Regions from separate parts of the Zea mays genome. Here region 2 is linked to region 1. The links are chromatin contacts, called in public Hi-C maps. All regions are on one chromosome and are shown on one strand. Each heading gives the region's core, a stretch centred on a gene start, on an enhancer-like site or on the middle of the called end of the contact. The rest is flanking DNA. Distances are from core to core; before and after follow the strand shown.

The links. Hi-C and Micro-C count contacts between places; a contact is called where the count stands out from the background.
Region 2: a Hi-C map of leaf shows a contact between it and region 1, with 7 times the contacts expected there. The contact joins the enhancer-like site here to the promoter of LOC542709 in region 1. A contact is called at or near these places in 4 of 25 Hi-C or Micro-C datasets (ear, leaf and tassel).

What each region holds. Positions count from the first base shown.
Region 1 is chr4:161,395,152-161,398,995 of Zm-B73-REFERENCE-NAM-5.0, reverse strand. It overlaps LOC542709 (MADS box protein), which reads right to left and starts at 1,744. Exons shown (of 8, transcript NM_001112222.2): 1 at 1,435-1,744. The coding sequence starts at 1,616.
Region 2 is chr4:161,536,420-161,540,263 of Zm-B73-REFERENCE-NAM-5.0, reverse strand. No RefSeq gene overlaps it. Among protein-coding and RNA genes, the nearest start is that of LOC103653916, 13 kb to the left of the region's middle. Within about 2 kb of position 2,188, at least 18 of the 20 cell types and tissues checked have an H3K27ac peak or open chromatin away from gene starts, as enhancers often do. A contact at or near this core is called in ear, leaf and tassel, where this site is marked.

The sequences.
Region 1 (3,844 bases), core at 495-2,994:
GTAAATTGGTGGTGAATAATTTAGCACTTTCTTCTCGTTAAACTAAAATATTTTTTCCAGAAATAAACTCAGAGGATTTAAATTCGAGGCGATTAGGCCATTTTCCTACTACAAAACAATACTCCCTATATACTTCCAATCATAAAATAGATCCATACATCCATGACACAAATTAAAGACACACAATATACGATATTCAACGAAAGGTATCGTTTTCATAATTCAAGTTACAAAAGAATTGGAATTTTTTTTGGAAGTACAAAAATAAGAAAGAAATAACTTCGTTTAGTTTTATTAGTCTGGATCCAGTCACGTGAACAAATAGGTACGTTAGGATCTTTAAGCAGCAGAGGAAGACAAAGCAAGAAGTGTGAAATACATGAACCAACAAGTGCGGGCAAGAGCAACATACTATCAATAAAGGCGAAAGAGCGACCACTCATGGTTGAGTATAGTACTGATGCAGACGCATAAAATGAGAACAAAGACAAAAATACCAAAGCAGAAATAGTACGGGTGCGTGAAACAGAAAGATTTTCATCATGCTTTGAGCTTTCCACTTAAAATGTGCTGAGGCCCTCCTGAAAATCTCAAGCAGATCTAAATCGATCTTGTATGGAGAGAAAACGTAATGAAAAATCTAAATTCGTATTGCCGAGCAAAGGGGCATGAAATCGTGAAAGAGAAAAAAGAAAGAAGCAACAAGCGGAGCAATCGAGCAAGAGAGATAGAGATCTGGAAATAAGATGGAGGCGTGGCCAGAGGCCCAGTTGAGCAACAACAAGTGCCAAGACAAGCGGTCAGCAGGGTTTTCATATAAGCAGGAGCTGGATCAAAACGGAAAGAACATACCACCCTTTCCCCTCTCGGAGGACCACATCGGTACGGTGTTATTAACACCCACTCTACGTACCCTCTTCCACCCCGACGACGACGATTCCCCTATTAGCTCAGCAATCAAACCGGCCGGCGTTTCTCTGACACGCGCATGCTCCAACGACGACACACACGAAAGATGGCCACTCCAGATACCCGGAGAAGATGGAGGAAAGGGGTGTACCGTGTGTGTGCGTGCGTGGGTGGGCAACTCCTTCAAGTGCCCGGAGAAGCTGGAAGAAAAAGAGGCAGAGCGTAGGGCTCGTAGATCCGCTGAAAGGATGTCGGGAACTCGGGATCCACCCGCCTGCTTTTTTATTGTATGAACACCGCCATGCCATTGCCATGCCCATGCCCCTACGCGCGCGCAGATACACACGCAGATAGCAGGAATAAAATACCACACCACCGCTCGGCTACGTGCTTTCCTTAATTCCTTCCTTGCTGCCAAAAAAACCTAGCAGATCTGCTTGCAGAGACTAAGAATTAAAAGCAATTTAGTGGCACCGCGGCCCGCAGGCCGCTGTGCATGTGTGGATGGATGGATGGATCGCCTACCCGGCGCTGCCGAACTCGTAGAGCTTGCCGCGGCCGGAGAAGATGATGAGCGCGACCTCGGCGTCGCAGAGCACGGAGAGCTCGTAGGCCTTCTTGAGCAGGCCGTTGCGGCGCTTGGAGAAGGTGACCTGGCGGTTGATCTTGTTCTCGATCCGCTTCAGCTCGACGCGTCCCCTCCCCATGCCGACCTCCTCCGATCCGAGCTTCTTCTTCTCACTGCGCTTGCTCTTCGGCCGGCCGCTTATCAGCTAGCTAATATGCCACACATCCCCCACGAACACAAGGCCGCCGGACACAAGTGCTGCTAGGCTTCGCATTTGTGCGCGACGATATAATGATGAGCAGAGCCGGCTCTATTAGCTCCGTCCGGGGAGGACAGGGACAGGAGCGGAATATCAGTGGAGAGACCGGGAAAAGGGGCAGGGTTCACTACTGTTACTGTGTGTGGCTGCCTGTCCGGTCGTCTCTTCTCTCTCGCATCTTTTTCACGCGTCCCCATCCACCCATCTATCCACATCTCCCTTCTCTCGCTCTACTCTAGTATATACTACAGTATTTCTCAGCTTTAAATTGAAGGAGGGTAGATTTGGAGTGGCGCTGGCCAGTTACCCCCACTACCCTAGCTGGGTTTACCCTAAAACTGGGAGGACCGTGCCGAAACGGGGGCGCTCCGATGCGGCGGCCCCGCCCCTACGCCACAAGTGTACACGGCGCGATGCATGGCATGGGGCAAGCCATACACGAAGGCGGCAAAAGCGGCGAGCTGACCATGCATGGAGAGAGAACCAGCTCCTAGGCCTAACCCAAACCATATGCATGTCGTCGTGCACCTCACCTGGTCTCAGGTTTCCAGCCCTGCGCCGTTGCTTTCGCATGCTTTGGACCACGATACCCCAACCTTTCTCCGATCCGACGTACCGATATTCCATTTTTAGGGCAGCATTCCCAGGAGGTGTTTGAGAGCTAATACTTAGCTACTAAAATTAGATTAATATGTCCAATCAGTCTAGACATTTAAGAGATGGGGTACGTCCCAAATTCCTGAAAAACTATTTGTTGCACACGGATCAAACAACTTTTATATATCAAAGAACTGAGGTTGGTCAATAAACTAATGGTGTGTTTGGTTTGTGGAATCACTCTATGCTTTATGAGTTGATGCATAATAAGTTCATTCCATCAATTTTAGTGGAATCAACCCACTCCTCATGTATAGTACCCGTGCGTTGCAACGGGAACATATAATACTATGATAACTTATATACAAAATGTGTCTTATATTATTATAAGAAAATATTTCATAATCCATTTGTGATCCTAGCCATACATAAATTTTGTTATTTTAATTTAGTTGTTTCACTACTACATTGCAACCATCAGTATCATACAGACTTCGATATATGTCATAATTTGCATGGTCTCATCATTAGAGAGCACGTACCACACCTGCCGATAGAAGTTCCGTCGTACATCGTTAGTCATCAGGCACGCACCGCCATACACGCTTGCTTAAACAAAAAAAATACAAGTGTGTGTTTGCGAAGAGAATTAAAGACAGGCCAACACAAAAGCTACCCCGACGATGGTGAGTGGTCATTGTTGTCGGTCCTCCTCTGCTCACCTCCGGCGCCGAGATGACGTCACAATCCTTGATATAGTAGTCGTCGAACGCACGCGACATGGTGAGTACCGATGACTGTTGGCTGGGCTGCCAAATGAAGTGCACTCCGGGCTCATCAGCGAGGTAGTACACCTGGTCGTTGCACCACCGGATATGCTACTCCTCTACATACATCTTGTTCGAGAACGCTCACACAATAGCAACAATGGCCGTCATCCCAGTGCACAAGAATTCATGGCCGATCAGTAGCAACTTACGTGGCAGGTTGGGCTTCAGGTGGATGATGAGCTGGACGGCGTGATGGCGTCTTTGTCGGTTGCGGTGCCCAGAACAACCCGAGAGTCGTCGGCATTGGCGACGACCATGAGGTCCCCATGTTTGACAATGGACAGCGCGGTGCAACCGCTCTGGACCGCGTCCAAGCGGCGGCTGCGCCGGAGCTTACCGTACACAGCGGCGCATGGGGCACGTAGGACTGCTTCTATAGGTCGAACTGGCAGTCGCCAAGTTTCTTCTCGTCGTCGATGAGCGACGCCAACGCGAGCGCCTCGTGCTAGTGGTGTTTGTTTGGGGTTTCCAAGTAAGAAACATGGATTCATCTTTGGCATTGGTTTATGAAAATGACTTATAAGTTAAATCCATGGAAAAATATTACGGAGAATAAATGTCGCACATGCAAAAAAGGAATTTAAGTTGAAAACATTATTCAAACAAAAGAAATTGCATGCAAGGCTCTTCTTTAAATACTACTCCCTCAATCCAAAAATATAATTTAATAATCTCGGTGAT
Region 2 (3,844 bases), core at 939-3,438, 140 kb before region 1:
GTTGAATCATACCCAAGTCTGTGGGCCTTATGGTCATGCGTACCTATTGGGCCAACATGGTGTCGCCTTCCTGTTTATCGTCTAGCCAATCTTATTAGTCCTGTTAACCTTGTGGAATTCTAGATGCAACCTGTATATGATCGCACCGCACCAATCATGCATGAGAGATGTGGCTAGATGTCCCGTTGTCCACACATCAAGTCATCAACGGCATTAAATTAATCACCAACAACCTTGCTACAATCAAACAATTTTAGGACCAGTCTCATAGAGTCCATACGTCGTTCGGCATACTCACATTTGACACAAAATCATTCATCCAGTTAGTGGTGGCATGGTGAGCAGTGTCTTCCACTTCTGCCGAAACGATACCCAAGAGAATTAACGTCAATTGGTTTGTTAGGATTTTTTTTTAAAAAAAAAACTGACATCCTTATTTTCCTGAACCAAACCTTGATCAATTTGGCCACATCCATTCCAGAGAAACGGCAACATTTGTTTCTGACAATATTATATAGGCAAAACAAGCTTCCAATTGAAGTGATGGCTGAAAATAATGGTTTATTGTGGGCGGAGGAACCAGAACATGGCCTCACAGCAGCTGGTCCTAAAAGAGCAGAGGAGGAAGAGGTGGAGCACTATATGGATCTTGGTTTTGATGCAGAAGGAGATGATCCAACAGGAGCTGACGAAAGATAGCTGCGAGGCTAACCGGACGAGTACTTCCTAGTGTTATCAGTGGGCTGAACATTAAGAGCAGATCCTTGAAATATACAATCACAGGAAGTGGTGGTCTTAAGGCCGAAGTATCTGGATTAACTAGGGACAACACACCTTGGAGACATGGAGTGGATCTTGACAGGAAAACATGCTCATGTGGCCAATGGAAGATTTCAGGCAAGCCTTGCACCCATGTTGAAAATTTTGAATGAGTTCATCTTTATTTGAAAATTTACCTAGCCAAATCGATAGTAGATAATTGGTGGCATGTTGTCACTTTGCAATACAGTCCTGAATCGAACCCTCTCTTGTGAACGTAAGGAAAAAGGTCCAGTTTTCACCAAGGAAGTCCAGGCTAGTTTTGTGCAAGCTGAACGAAGGTGATTGGTTCCATCAATAGGTGAACCATAATATCAGTTGGTATGAAAGCACTTCAACAGACACCTGCCTTTCCACATTGCATACTGTAGTCTGTAGCTGTGTTGCTGTGCCACTATGCTATGCCCCTTCTTCTATGCTCTGCCCCTTCTTCCCCATCTCTCTTAACACTGGATAGGATAATGTGGAAACTTTTTTTAGCGTTAACTTGAAATTTCGGCATCTGTTCATGATCGGATTAGATAAAGGACATTAAAACATACTGTAAAAACACAACTACAGCTCTAGGAATTATGGAAATTATAAAGGCAATTATCAAAAACAACCATTTCCCTTCGGCCTTCTCATCTTCATTTCTGAGTGTAATTCCCACTTCCCAGCAATGAAAATGTTTTTACGCCTGGACTATCCCATTTGAGACTACAATTTTCCTTCTCTTAAAGAAGATTATAATTACAAAATCCTGAACCTAATCCACTGTTGTCTTACAGAATTCATTCACCCGGCCCTTTGCTCTTAAGATAAGATTTTTACTATGAATTCCTAGGTTAGCTTGTTCTTCTCTATTGCACAATATTGTTATATGATATTGCATTTACATGTTATTTACATCTTAGTTATGGTTGCTGTACTGTTGCCAATTTTTGGTATTAACAGGCATGAGTCAGATTGGAGCAAAAAGTAAATAACAGACTGGACCCAAAAGTAGCTGATGGTCTAAAATATATGAAACACTATATTTTACGGTTTAGAACGCCAAGACTCTTACTTTTTGTGGTTTATTCATTCATCAACGCGTAGCCGTGTAGGGGAGGGACGGGAGGAGAATTTCCGGGTACAGACGTGCTCATGCTCCTGTCAATAACCGTATCAAGGCTCATTGATTGCAGATCGCTACTCTCTTGCCGGTCTTCCATTCCATGGGCGCAGCGCGCGGCTGCCAAACTCTTTTCTGGAATTCATTGCCATGCCAGCCGGAGATTCGAGAGGGCCCAATTTGGTTTCCGACACGAACGGGCAGACTCCAACTACGCGTTCGACGGGCCGAAACGGAGTTATGGCTGACGCCGCCTGTGCGCAGCCTTCTCGCATGAGACGCCGCCAAAAGGGACCGCCTAGCGACGTGCCCGCGCGCGCCACTGGAGACGTGTGCGCGGTGCGCCCCATCGTGACGGCCGACGGCTTGCCGAATAATTTGTCTTTGCTAGGGTACCTACAGTACGTGCGTGCCATGCGATTAGTGTGGGTGGCTACACGTGAATCTGTCGTGCCGACGGGGGTTGGAGTGGCTCATCACGAGCAGGGCTTACGGATTAGTAGTTCGTCAGATCGGAACGCAACATAAGCACTAAGGGGCAACGATTGCGAGTTATTTGAGATTGTAACAATCTCGTCGCGCGGCTTCACCAGTTTATTACTCCGCAGCTATACTTCGCCAATTTGGTATTATGGAGCTCAAAGTCACGCCAGATTGGAACAATTAATCTCCCGTGCTCCATTAACGTCTGTTTTGTTGCTCTTGATACATGTTGTGTACCTTTCGTACTAATCTACCCCTGGCCAGAGTACTCCCCAGAGCGCGCGCCGCCGTCTCTTAGCCGCTGCAACCGTGACGAGCAGGAGATCACCCTCGAGAGTGGTAAGCCAAGACGCAAGCAGTCTGCTAGGAGCTGCCTGCCTGCTGCCGGCCATGGGGAGGAGGCGCGCGCGAGGAAGATGAGCAGAGCAGGGGCGCGACACCAGGGAGATCCAGCCGGCGAGCTGGAGCAAGGTTCAGGGCGCGGCGAGCAGAGCAGAACACGGCGAGCAGAGCAGAACAGAGGGCAGGGCGCGGCTGGGGAAGAAGACGCGCTGGGGAAGAGAGCGGCGATGGGAAGCGGGCGCGGGCGCGGGAGGAGCAGAGGCCGAGGAGGGAGCCTCGCGCGCTGAGGACCACGGCTGGAAGCAGGAGCTCGGCTGGGAGATACGCGCGGCCAGCCCCGCGCGCTGAGGCACCAGGCAGGCGGCGGCAATGCTGCCAGGCTCGCCGGTGAAGCGCCTGTTGCGGCGGGCGGCCAAGGGGCGGCGGGAGAAGGCCGAGATGGCGGAGCTGGCCGCGGCGGCCGCCACGCTGCTGCTGCTCCGCGCCGCCTCGCTCCGCTGCTCGGCCGACCCCAGGGTCGCGACGCCGTTCTCGTGGCAGGGGGTCACGTGCTCGCCGCAGAGCTGGGTGGTGTCTCTCTCGCTGCCCGACACCTTCCTCAACCTGTCCTCGCTGCCGCCGCCGCTCGCCACGCTCTCCTCGCTGCAGCTGCTCAACCTCTCCGCCTGCAACGTCTCCGGTGCCATCCCGCCCTCGTACGCGTCGCTCTCCGCGCTGCGGGTCCTCGACCTCTCCTCCAACGCGCTCACCGGCGACATCCCCGACGGGCTCGGCGCGCTCTCGGGGCTCTAGTTCCTGCTCCTCAACTCCAACCGTCTCACCGGCGGCATCCCGCGCTCGCTCGCCAACCTCTCCGCGCTCCAGGTGCTCTGCGTCCATGACAACCTCCTCAACGGCACCATACCGGCCTCGCTGCGCGCGCTCGCCGCGCTCCAGCAGTTCCGCGTCGGCGGCAACCCGGCGCTGTCAGGCCCCATCCCGGCCTCTCTCGACGCGCTCTCCAACCTCACCCTCTTCGGCGCCGCGGTCACCGCGCTCTCCGGTTACAGCATCGTCGTGGACAAAATTGACTTTTACCGTAGCTTACAGAAGGTTACAGAGGAC